2 separate regions of the Sus scrofa genome follow, and region 2 is linked to region 1. The links are chromatin contacts, called in public Hi-C maps. All regions are on one chromosome and are shown on one strand. Each heading gives the region's core, a stretch centred on a gene start, on an enhancer-like site or on the middle of the called end of the contact. The rest is flanking DNA. Distances are from core to core; before and after follow the strand shown. Region 1 holds the start of WDR81 (WD repeat-containing protein 81). Region 2 has its middle 47 kb from the start of RPA1.

Evidence for each region. A called contact is a pair of places that touch in the nucleus more often than the background predicts.
Region 2: a Hi-C map of skeletal muscle shows a contact between it and region 1, with 2.5 times the contacts expected there. The contact joins the enhancer-like site here to the promoter of WDR81 in region 1. A contact is called at or near these places in 2 of 5 promoter capture datasets (fetal liver and liver), 5 of 47 Hi-C or Micro-C datasets (embryonic fibroblasts, fetal heart ventricle, heart right ventricle and 2 more) and 2 of 2 datasets of contacts at active chromatin or transcription factors (alveolar macrophages and skeletal muscle).

The regions. Positions count from the first base shown.
Region 1 is chr12:47,918,092-47,924,548 of Sscrofa11.1, reverse strand. WDR81 (WD repeat-containing protein 81) reads right to left here and starts at 2,731. Exons shown (of 9, transcript XM_021067573.1): 1 at 1-2,731. The coding sequence starts at 2,292. TLCD2 (TLC domain-containing protein 2) reads left to right here and starts at 6,292. Exons shown (of 5, transcript XM_021067585.1): 1 at 6,292-6,457.
Region 2 is chr12:48,053,759-48,060,215 of Sscrofa11.1, reverse strand. No RefSeq gene overlaps it. Among named protein-coding and RNA genes, the nearest start is that of RPA1, 47 kb to the right of the region's middle. Within about 2 kb of position 3,320, at least 13 of the 83 cell types and tissues checked have an H3K27ac peak or open chromatin away from gene starts, as enhancers often do. A contact at or near this core is called in skeletal muscle, where this site is marked.

The DNA.
Region 1 (6,457 bases), core at 1,482-3,981:
CGCCGTGGGCCGGACCTGGGGCTGCTCTGGCACCTCCAAGCGGCCCCCTAGGCCCTTGGTCAGGAAGTTGCCTAGTTTCTCCAGCTCTTCCAGAGCCTGCACAGGATTGAAGCCCTCTGGAAGAAAAACCCTGCCCTCCTCACCCTCCCCAGGGTCTGCCCCAGCAGCTTTGTTCCTGCGGCCTGGTCGAGAGGCTGATGCCCCTGAGAAAGACAGGAGGCCGGCGGGGGCTTGACTGGAGGAGGAGGACGGGCTGGAAGAGGGGCCCAGCTGGTCACCTGCTTTCCCAGCGAGGGCGATGGAATCCAGAGCTTCTGTGGCCTGCTCCAAGTCATCCTCCCCCACCGCGGGCCTGTCCCGGGCCCAGCCAGCCTCACAGGGAGTGGCCTCCAAGACTGGCCTGCCCATTCCATTCGCAAGCTGTCCGGGGAGGTCCTCCCGGCCTGTGCTCTCCTGGATGGTCTGGAACAACAGCCTGGGGATGAGTGGAGGTTCAGGGGCCAGGGCAGGGGCCCCGGCCAGGCGCTGGGGGTGGGGCTGATCGAAGAGCTGTACCACGCCGTAGTTGGTCAGGTGCGTGTGGGCGTCCACCAGGTGCAGACACACGTTCTTTTCCTTCACGGCTTCCTTGCCCTGCAGCTTGTAGCCAAAGGTGAGGTCGATCCAGTGGTGCAGGTCCTGGGACACCTCTCGGCTCTCCAGCAGCGCCCGGTGGGCAGCCACGAACTCCTGGCTGGAGCTGCACCAGGCTGGCACGTCCAGGTCAGGCATGTCGGGGTGGATGGAGCAGAAGATGGAGGGATCGGTGTAGAACTCGGGGATGCACTCATCCGGGGTCCAGCTCTGCATCCGCTCCATGCTGGCAGGATATTCATGGGGCTCCCACTGCGCCCGCACATGTCCACAGAGCACCGACCGGGGTGTGCGCCGAGCCTTGTACACGTAGTACGTGATGTCCGAGAGCACGTCGGAGATGTGGTGAGGAACGTGAGGGGGCTCCCCGCCGCCCGCCCCGCCGGCCACAAACGCCTGCCGCGTCATCTCATACGTGAAGTCCAGCTGCTTATCCCCCTTGTTGAGGCGGAACTTAGACTTGCGCAGGTCTCTGAAGCGCCCGTGGGGCGTGGTGAAGTCCACCACCCAGGGCAGCACTGGGTGGTAATTGGGATCCCCCTGCCGCCGACCTGCCAACCGATTCAGCTGCATGAGGTAGTGGAAGTTGCTGATGCGGCCGTGCACCCAGTCTAGCACAAGGCCCCTAAGTTCCTCCTGGCAGGTGGGACACCCAGGTCCCCGTCCTCCCTCCTCTCCAGGCTCCGCGCCCACCCCGTTCCTTGCCGCAGGGCTCTCCTCATTTTCATCCTCCTTGGGCCTCTCATAAGCACGCAGGTCCAGCCGGAGCTCACTGCAGAGCTTCTCATCCACAGCGATGTGGTGCAAAGACAGGGGCCCGCAGGACAGTCCCTGGCGATGACAAGCATCCATGGCCCTCAGTACACGGAAGAGAATGAAGAGCACCTTGGCTTGGCTGTTGGTCAGCTTGGCAGGGCTGAAGGTGACCACATCATGCAGGGAGAACTGCACATAAGGGTGCACCACGTAGAGCATCCCTGGGGACTCCAGCAGAGCCTCAGCTCTCAGAAGACTGGGAGAGGCCGGACAGCCCCGTGGGGGACAGGAGCCATCTCTGGCATATGATGGGCATTGGGTAGTTTCACCCACTGGCAGGAAGGGGCAACCATAGACCCTCTGCAGAGCTTGTCGTACTGAGTCCAGGGCAGGGACAGCTGAGGGGGCAGGAATATGACTATAGGGCTGCCCATAAGTGTGATATGCGTGGCGCCACAGGTTGCGATAATTCTGGGCAGCCACATCCTGCATGAAGCGAGTGAGGGTCTCTGGGCTGCAGGACCCCTCCTCAAAAGGCAGGCCGCCCAGCGGGTAGGAGAGCCTCCGTTTCCGCAGCCCATGCACCTCCACTCGGGTCCAGCCGGGGGGCAGCCTCTGCACGGAGCGCTGCAGAAGAGTCCTCACTTCCGCTTCGCCCAGGCCTTCTGCGCGGGGACAGGGTCCCAGGGGCAGCCGGCGCTCGCGGAGGCTGGCCAGCCAGCGCGCGGGCACTAGGGCCACCACGTGGGTGCCCCCTGGGGCTGGAGCCAGTTGCCGGGCATCGATGTTCAGGTCCCTCTCCACGCTCCGGAGCAGTTCCTCCATGTCGGGGCTCAGGGCCGGTGACCAGCCCTCGGCTTCGGTGGTAAGAGCGACTTCCCGCCCCCTGTTCCCCAGGGCCATCCCCTCTTGGCCGCCTGGGGGCAGCGCGGGGCTGAGCCTGGCCAAGGCCCTCCTCGCCACAGCTTCCGGGGTGGCAGGCCGGGCGGGTAGGTGAGGATGGGCGAGGGACAGGGGCTGGGGGGGAGGCAGCGGGGGTGGGCCGGGGACAGAGGGGGGCGGGGGCGCTCTTACCCCTCCGTAGGGTCTGGCGCTCCCGGCGCGGCGGGGCGGGGGCTGCAGGGCGCCAGCGCGGGGCGCCACCGTGACGGGTCAGCTGATGCTGCTCACGTGATCGCCCCGACACGGAAACAACCGCACGTGGCTCGACTAAGCTGGGGGGGACCCCGCCTCTCGCTCGCACCACCGCTCGCCCCGCCTCGGCTCAGCGCTTTTGCTTGGTCTGGTGGCGACTTCGCTTCCTCCTGGGCTGAAAGCGGCAAGGGAGGGGGACACTGAGCGGCCCAAAAGCTTTCCCCTCCCTGCTCGTCCTCCTCCTGGCACCGGGTCGCGGACTAAGGAGGTTTTGTCTAGAGATCACAGCCTTTAACCGGCTGAATATCCCCGCCACCACCGCCACCACCTCGCTCTGGTTTTACAGCTAAGACACCGAAGCGGGAGTTGGGACTTTTGACATCGAGTCCCTTCACTGCCTCCATGCTGCCTTCCAAAAGAAAGAGCGTTAATTTTCCAAAATATTTCGTCAGTAACACTCCACTTGGCCCTCAGGACACTCAGTGAGGTAGGAAGGATGGTTATTATTATGTTTCACAGGTGAAAACCAAGAACCTCCAAAGAGGCTCATCCATTTGGCAGAATGGAGACTTAGAATCTGGAGCACAGACGGTCTGTCCCGGGAGGCCTTTTGTGTGTGTGCTTCAGGGCAGTCTGGGGGAGAGAAGTAGCCCAGGCTCAAAGGCCTGGAGTTCTTGGGAGGAAATGTTCCCCCAAGACTTCCTGTTGAAGATCTGCCTCTGCTGTGCCACAGAGCCTGCCTGCTGTGGTCAGGGCCTTGCAGATGCCACGGTGGCTGGGAGGAGGGTGCAGCACAGGACAGAGAGCAGAAACCAGAGAGCTGGCACCAAAGCTACAGGAGTTCTTTCAGGGTCTCAGTTATGATTCATTTGCAGGATAGGCCATTGTCTTCCCAGAACCCACTCTCTGTTTTTTTGAGTCCCACTCCTGGAAGGAGAGTTTACCTCACACAGGGAGTCTGGTGTGGAGATGTGGGAGTTCCATAAAGGTACTTAAGAAAAACTAAAGTCCTAATTGGAGAGGAAACAGGAATGGCTCAGCCATGATCCGATGCCATCGTATTTTCTTTCTTGAAAGGGCAACCAGAGCCCCTGCTTGGTCACATGATCTTGGGCAGTAATAACTTAAAACCACCATTTATGAGAACTGATTAGGAATCAGGCATCTCACCAAGCACTTTGCATACTTTGATTTGTTTAATTCTTACTGCAACACTTTTTTTTTTTTTTCTGTCTTTTTGCCGTTTCTAGGGCTGCTCCTGCGTCATATGGAGGTTCCCAGGCTAGGAGTCGAATCGGAGCTGTAGCCACCGGCCTATGCCAGAGCCACAGCAACGCGCGATCCGAGCTGCATCTGCGACCTACACCACAGCTCACGGCAACGCCAGATCCTTAACCCACTGAGCAGGGCCAGGGACCGAACCCGCAACCTCATGGTTCCTAGTCGAATTCATTAACCACTGCACCTCGATGGGAACTCCTGCAACACTTTTTTTTTTAAGCCACACCCAAGGCATGCAGAAGATCCTGGACCAGGGATCAAATCTGCGCTATAGCAGTGACCCAAACCACAGCACTGACCCAAACCACAGAGCTGACAATGCTGGATCCTTAACCTACTGAGCCACCAGGGAACTCCCCTCAGCCCTTTTTAAGAAGAGTTTTTTGGGTTGTTTGTTTTTTAGGACCTCATCCATGGCATATAGAGGTTCCCAGGCTAGGGGTCTGATCAGAGCTACAACTGCTGGCCTATACCACAGCCACAGCAACACCAGATCCTCAACCCACTGAGCGAGGCCAGGGATCAAACCTGCAACTGCATGGTTCCTAGTCGGATTCATTTCTGCTGCAGCACGACGGGAACTCCTGAAGATAGTTTTATATCCATTTTAGGATGAAGAAGCTGACTACCTTAGGTAACTTGCCCAAGGTCACATAGCTAAGAAGTCGTAGAGCCATGATTCAAACTCAGGCCCATCTCACTCTATAAGCAATGTTCTTCATACTCCTTGGCCATGCACTACTATTTTTTCACCTGGGAAATGAGGTGTCCCTTGACAATCTTGTATTCCCGACATTGGTCTGAGAACCAGAGACCAGAGGATGGATAATTTGGACAGGTGGTACGGCCTGCCTCTTAGTACCAATAAAATTGGGTCCTTGTAGTCTTTGCTCTGGTCTCAGTTTACCTAGCTAGACCAAGCAGGCATTACTTTTTCTTCAAGTTTGTGTGTGCCCTGCCCTCTAGTGGTTCTGGCTTGCAATGCAACAATGACCTTGAGTGTAATTAACCTTACCTCTCAAGACAGTTCTTTCCTTCTCTTAAATAGGGATGTCCTGGCAATACTGGGCACTGGTGTACTAAGATTTCTGAGGCACTGACACCTTCCTCAATCTGAGCCCTAAAACCATGGTTTTCCAAATGTATGATGTACTTCTGATTGAGACCCTGGAATCTGAATTTTTAACAAGCAACAGAATTAAGCAGGTAATTTCCAAGCTGCATCTTGCAATAGAATGCTCTGTGCAGCTCTATTCTCAAATGCTTCCTGAATCCCAACCCACTACCCTTAGGTTTTGGGGAATCTGGTACCAAATTAGCCACTCCCCTTTGCCAATCTCAGTATTGAGTTTCTTGGAGTTCATGGCTTGGATGGTCAGGGAGCGAGGCTGCAGAGCCCCAGCAGTCAGCCTGTGTTGAATGTTAGCTCTTGCTGCTGATCTGGAAGAAAAGTGAAGGAGGCTGGAATTCCCTCCTGCTGCAGAGGAAACGAATCCTCCTAGTATCCAGACAGGGGGTTGATCCCGGGTCTCGCTCAGTGGGTTAAGGATCTGGTGTTGCCATAAGCTGTGGTGTAGGTCGCAGATGTGGCTAAACATTAGTGCACCAACTGTGGGCCAGGTATTGTAGTAAGTGTTTTCAAACATACTTCTTTTGGAGTTCCCCTTGTGGCCCAGTGGAAAAGAATATGACTAGTAACCATGAGGTTGTGGGTTCAATCCCTGGCCTTGATCAGCGGGTTAAGTACTTCCATAAGCAGCAAGTTCGGCCCTAAAAAAAAAAAAAAAAAGCAAACATACTTCTATTTATTTATTTATGGCAATGCCCATGGCATGCAGAAGTTCCCCAGCCTGGAATCAAACCTGACCAAAGCAGTGACCTGAGCCACAGCAGGGATAATGCTGAATCCTTAACTACTAGGCCACCAGGGAACTCCAAACATATTCCTTTTTAAATCCCTACAATAAGCCATGCACTTATTATACATTCTATATTTTTGGGGGGTCTTTTAAAAAAAATTTTTTTTTGTCTTTTTAGGGCCGCACCCATGGCACATGGAGGTTCCCGGGCTAGTGGTCTAGTCAGAGCTACAGCTGCCAGCCTACACCAGAGCCACAGCAATGCCAGATCCGAGCCGCGTCTGCGACCTACACCACAGGTCATGGCAATGCCTAATCCTTCACCCATTGATCAAGGCCAGGGATTGAACTCACAACCTCTTGGTTCCTAGTCAGATTTGTTTTTGCTGTGCCACAACGGGAACTCCTACATTCTATTTTGTAAATGAAAAAAATGAGGCTTAAAGATGTTAAGCATCTTCATCAAACTCAGAGCTAGTAAGGGAGTTCCCATTGTGACTTAGCAGGTTAAGAACCCAACTAGTATCCATGAGGATGTGGATTCGATCCCAGGCCTCGCTCGGTGGGTTAAGGATCCAGCACTGCTGCAAGCTGCAGTGTAGGTTGCAGATGGGGCCCAAATCTGGGGTTGCTGTGGCTGTGGCCCCAGCTGCAGCTCAGATTTGACGCCTAGCCTAGGAACTTTCATATGTCACAGATGTGGCCCTAAAAAAAAAAATCAAAAACCTCACATCTGGTAAGAGCTTGCATTTGAATACAAGTTTGTCTAACTCAATGATTCTCAACTGGGGGCG
Region 2 (6,457 bases), core at 2,071-4,570, 140 kb before region 1:
TCTTGCCAAATAAAATCACACTCACAGGTTCCGTGAGACTATAGCTTTTGGGAAAACACCCTTTGAAAGTCCTCAAAGGAGGATGAGGAGGAAGCAGAAGCTCCAGCTTTACATGGAAACCAAGCCATCATGTTTTATGTACATTTCTCTGAAGATATAGTTCAGTTCACACTCGGCTTGAAAAAAAACAAAAAAGCACACTCGGTGCTTGAGAAATGTCAACTATTGCATTTCAGCGAACGTGTACAGAACAATCAAAATGTTGAACATCCCCAAGCAGATGCAGACCTTCACCAAAGTCTCTTTCGGAGGCACACCGCCTAGGTCTGGAAAGAGCAGCTTCTGTTTCCAGCCTGGTTGATTTTTCTAGAGCATAAGCTCTGTGCTTCCAACGTCTGGTTCACCCAGAGGAGAAAATATAATACTTATTATCCCTGGCACATTTATAGAGGGTTTTATGCTTTCTCGTTCTCATAAATCCTTGCGTTTGATGCTCACTGCCACCCTAGGAGGCGGGGGGTGGGGACAGGCACCACCATCACTGCAAGGTAAGGACACCAGGCGGCAGGCAAAATGGGCTTCCCAATGTGGAGTCCCGAGGGGGACGGCCAGGATAGCCACCAGGTCCCCTCTTTTCTTTACTCTCCTCCTTGCAGGAGTCCCACTGTCCCTTTGCAAGCCTCCGAGTCCCAGGAAAGGTAATGATAATTCAGATCCCACCGAAGAGCTGGGATGGGAAGAGAAAAGATGGGGGAGGGAGGAAGGACCACGGGAAAGACCCAGGAAGAGGGGCTGTGGTCACTAAGGCCATGCTGTGGTCATTTCAGAGACAACTGCAGCTTCCACCCAGGAGGGGACACAGGAAGGGAGCAGGAACAGCCGAGCGCCTTCAAAGAGATGGGACCATAAGTCTTTTGAAATTAAATATTCTTGGAGTTCCCGTTGTGGCTCAATGGAAACGAATCCGACTAGGAACCATGAGGTTTCAGGTTCGATCCCTGGCTTCACTCAGTGGTTTAAGGATCCAGCCTTGCCATGAGCTGTGGTGTAGGCCGTGGACGCAGCTCGGATCTGGCGTGGCTGTGGCTGTGGTGTAGGCCGGCAGCTGTAGCTCTGATGAGACCCCTAACCTGGGAACCTCCATATACTGCAGGTGTGGCCCTAAAAAGCCAAAACAAAAAAAAAAACCAAAAAGTAAAATTAAATATTCTTCCTACTTGCAAAACCTTTTCCTTGGGACCCCGAGCTTGCCCTCAGCAATGACAGTGTCGGCCCCAGAGAGATCTGGAAGACTGGCAGCCACTTGTCCCCTCTGGTGTGCCTGTGGCCAGAAGAGATCTTAGATGCAAGAGCTTCTCGGAGGTCACATGGTCTAATGAATTAAGGTTAACAGCTACACAGCGAAAGAAAGGGCAATGAACTTTACTTTGCTGCCACTCTGCTTCTAAGTCAATACTTTGGGGATTGCCTCACTCAGTCATCAAATGCCAGGAGTTCCTCTGAACGACAAGTTGGCGGCAGCCGATGGGCCTCCAAAATACATGAGCGGACCCCTGCTCCCTTCCGAGGGTCAGACCAGTCTCTGCCTTGTGCAAAACCCTCAGGACACAGAAAAGCCAAAGAGGCTCGCTTCAGAAAATTCTGTTGGCTAAACGATTCCCACCCACAAGGACACCAGCTCCTGCAGCAATGAACCTGCAGAATCTAGCCTTCTTCCCCAGTGGCCTGGGAGAGCTCTCCCCGCAGAAGACCCCCCCACAGCCCACACTTCTATTTTTTTGGGGGGGGCACTCTGCTCCTCTAGAAGGAAGACTTAAGCTATTTACATGGTCATTTTTGTTACAGTATTGAAAGCCTTGAAATGATCACAAAAGGAAAAGAGGAAAATATGCCTCCTAAAAAGAGCTGAGGCAAATTATTATAGCAACCGAATCCTAAAAGGAATTTTCAAGTAAAAATATGGCTCATGTGAAGTTGTTATGGCAACTGACATTTAAAAGTAACTGGATTTGGGCAAGTTTCTTCCTCCACCCTCTCTGCAAAGTCTTGCAGGAACTTCACGCTAAAATTATGCTTTAATTTTAATTAGCCAAATAGGTCATAAATATAGCTTATTCCCAAATCCTTACAATGTCTGCCCTGCAAGCACTGATCTCCTAATGAGAAAATATTTCTGCAAAAACCCACTTACCATTAAAAATCCGATCCAATATTTTTCTAATATAATTTATCAATTTAAACACATTGCATAATGTGATATTCTGTAGCATTCCATTAAGATGATAAATAGCGGTGGGGGGGGCAAACAAGATATTAAATATATCACAAGCAGTGTATTCAAATAACCCTGGCCATCGCCAAGGAAGAGACACTGTTCCCATCCTCGAATACAGTCTAAGCTCAGCTGCATATCCCTGACTGTAAGGGTATTAATAGGACAGAAGAAGGGGGGCAATAAGAAATGACAGGCAACTTCAGTAGAAATAAAATTTCTATTAGGCTTTGTTATAAGATTACATCAAAGCAATTCATATGTTTTAATCTGGAGAGAGAAAAAGCAACGACTTGGGGTTTGTGCCTGGGGGCCGCCTCTGTGGATCGAACCACACAGTTTGCATAATGAACAATTTTCATTCAATCAGGATCTCAGCATAGATAGCTCCCACTCAAAAGGTCCTAGACACTGGCTCATAGTTTTTAATTCTCCCAGCTCCCCCTGCTGGAGGAAGAGCGTGTAACAGGGAGGAAGGGATGGAGGGCTGCTTTCTAAGCCACTGCTCTAAATTCAGATCCTTTATAAAGTTAGAGACCGGACTTTATTCATTCCCTGCCCCCCCCCAAGCAGAAAGACCTAGAAATGTCCTCAGTAAGACAGGGGTGCACCTCCTTTAGCACTACCTATAGGAGAAAAGAGGCTGGGGGTGGGGGGTTGTTCGCCCTTTCCACTGTTGACCGAGTTAGGGGTTTTAGAAACTGCTATTTGCATCCCGGCCCAAATATGGAGGCACTGCAGTTGCTGGAAGCTGACTGGTGGACATGGTCGCCGGTGTAAAACCCCACATGTCATTCCTACCTGGCTAATCAACCTTCAAGTTTCCCAGCTGTCCAGGTCTTCATAAAATAAAATGGAAAAAGAAAAAGAAAAAGAAAAAAAAGCTACCCACATGGAATTGCATTTTCATGCACAATGGAAAACTTAAAAGCTGAACAAATCGTTTTGAAAAACTGGCACAGACGACGCTGGCTTGAAGGAAGGGAAGTCCTGGGCGAGCCGGCCGCGCCAGGACCCGGCGCTGCGGCCTAATCCGCCTTGATCCGAGGGTTTAGCGCGGCTCCCGCCGCTTCTCCCCCTCCGCGGAAGCCGCGGAACCGCTCGGCCCCATCCACCTGGCTCCTTCTCGAGCCCAGCGCCTTCTGCTTTTCCGCGGGGAGGCCGCGCCGGGAGGGGGAGCGACATGAAGCCGTGTGAAACTGTTTTCGAAAACCTGGGATGATCATTTAAATGTTTAAAATATGCACATGGTAATTCAAAACTAATTACCCTGAGCACATTTGAAACATTCATGCCATCATCTCTGGATCCTGCCTGCTGATTGTGTGCCACAGCTCATTCTGGTGTTTCTATAAACTGCTCCAGCGATTTTAAGTTCCAGGCTAAATCAGGCAGCCCGGGCCCTGCCTCCCGCCCTGGTTGGTGGAGAGACCCCTTCCCCCCACATCCAGGAAAGGAGGCGGCGCCCGCTTCCCCAGGAGAGCCATTTGTCATGGTCAGGTAGTTCTGGCTGCCGAGTCATTGCTCTCAGAGCTGTTCATAATTGTCATTTCCATTATTTAATTTAGGTTAAGATGACCTCTCTCCCCACCGAAGCCTTTCCCAGGCTCCCTTCCCATCCCCCTCCCCTGCTTCTGCACGAGGACCCATTTCCGGGTTCACTCTGGGGCATCAGAAAGTTGCCTCGACGACCCACCGTTTGGGGGGTGAATATTGGACATTTTCACGAAGGCCAAAGGGTTGTAAGGTGGCCTCCTCCACCAGCCCTCTTGAGAACAGGACTGCACGTGCCCCCTCCCTCCCCAGGGAGCAGCAGCCATTGCTGGGCACAGGTTACTCTAGCCAAGGGCATGCGCGCACATGCACCTCAAAATGCACCTCCCACACGGGGGCAAACCTTGCTAACAGACTGGGCTCATTAGACCCAGGCAGGTCCTGAAGCAAATTCAGTTCCCCGTTTTCCAGAATAAAATGAGTTCTCTTCCTTTGGGGGCACTAAACCAGCAGGCCAGTAGCTCAGAGACTGAGAAGGGTGATGCTGTGGCTGAAATAACTTTGACTTCCCCAGTTTATTCAAGGAGACTGATCTCAGCTGAGGAGCTGGAATGGGAAGAGGAGGCACAATTCTAGAGTCGGGAAATGAGCACCGCTTTATAAATATGCTCCACGAAACAGAGCAGTGATGGTCAAAGTCTTCTTAGCGCTTAGAAGCAGCTCAAACCCAGGGGTGGGTTGCAGACGTTAAGAAATGCGAAACTGGGTTAGAGTCCCACCACCAGCTGAAGGTTGATAGAGTGATATTACCGGGTTTAACTAGGGCCATTAAGAGACTCTTCATTATCCCCACAGCCCCGCCACCAAAGCTATCACATGAGCCATAATGCAAGAGAGAATTTTCATTCCATCAACAAGAGAGGGAGCCAGTCTATCTTTGTCCAAAGAAAATGAGCCGCCCAGCATGAAGCTTGTGAGGAATTGAGTGTACAAGACTCCAATAACATCCCCCGCAGGATTTCTTCAGCTATTTAGTTGGCTAAGCAGAGAGGCTGCACTGGAGCAATCTTCCCGGGTACCTGGCTGGCCAGAACCTCAGCTCCAGGAGCAACGGATAATTGGTCAATTAAAGACAAAGGATCCTCCCTGGGACCTGCATTCCAAGGGGCTTAAGTATTAAGCTCCAAGAAAAATCAAGGTCCAGGCTGCTCTCCTGATGTTCTCACTTAGGATTTCTCTGCAAAGATCTACCCCTTGAACCAAGCTGATTTCCTTGGTATCACCTGCACCTGCTTTCCTTTCTCTCCTGCTCCACTTCCTTCAGCTGGAAGCAGACCCCTTTTTTCTCCCTGCCAATCCATTTTTCTCGCCCTTACAACAACTCACACCTTTTGGGACTGCCTCCACCAGTCTCTTCCCTCCTCTCCATCGGCTCCTTTCCCACACCAACACACTCAATCTGCTGTTTGCTTGTTTAGAAAAAGCATTCTTCCATATTGGCGGGGGGGGGGGCTTTCCCCCTCTCAGACTGAAATTTAGAGAGAAGGAACCGAGCCTTATATTTCCTTTGCATTTCTTGTGGCATCTCCAGTAGGGTTTTCACATCAGGAGACAGCCACGGGAGATACACCGACTGACCCAGCAGTTTTATAGCTGGAGTTAGAAGTCGGGAAAGACGACCCAGCCTACCCCCACACGCCCAGAAAAAAATTGCACCCCTCGTTCAGATGTTCCTGGCATCCTCTAACTTGCCCAAAGCCAGATTTATTGCTCCCGCTGTAAAGTGTATCTTCTCTAAGCCTCACTTAAAAGCTACCACTTGGCAGAAGATCAAGTTAGAAGTGCAGGATCGCAGGTGAAGGAGAGGGGAGGGGAGGGGCGGGTGGGGAGGACGGGGTGGAGCAAATAATTGAAGCTCCGAGAACTACCAGCTCAATATTTAACCTAACTGGTAATTTGCTGTGACAATTATGCCACGAACGGAACACCACTACTATGCAAGAATGTCGCTCTCTAATTAAGAGGGCTCTGCTTCTTCCTAGCCTCCCGCACTTTAATAACACACACACACACACGCACAATAAGACTTGGCTCCAGGAGCTAAAGGTTCTATTAGGAGGCATGTGCAGCTTGGCGGAGGTGTGCACATCTGCCCGGGGAGGGATGCTGCCGGGGTAAGCCTGCTAACACCTTCAATTCTCCCTCAGATGGAGAAGGCGAGAGAGCTGTTCGTGCCTCTCACAACAAGAGAGCCATTTGACTGACAGGCATCTTCCCTGAAAGCCTGTGCGTGCCTCCACTGCAGATCGATCTGCTCTCCCACAGCCCCACTCTCCAGCCAGGAAGGCTTGGCGTGGGTTTGATCCTTCAAGAGTAACTTTAATAAGGATTTTCATAAACACAAAAGTCCATGGAAACAAATCTTCCGCTTCAAGATGGAGAGGAAGACAGGCGTGCACACACACACATACACTCTCACACACCCTAACCGCTGGTGGAAAGACAAAAGAATATTATTAAAATCATGGCCATAAAGAAGGATGTTGCCATTGCCTAAATTGACTGCTAGAGTCATGGAACGTGGCTAAGCAAGACAAACCGTTTGCTGCTTAATTAGTGGTTCCTTTATGGAAGGTTTGCTGCCTGGAGAGAGCCCGTTAGAGGAGAGCTCATTTACAGGGATGCACCTTC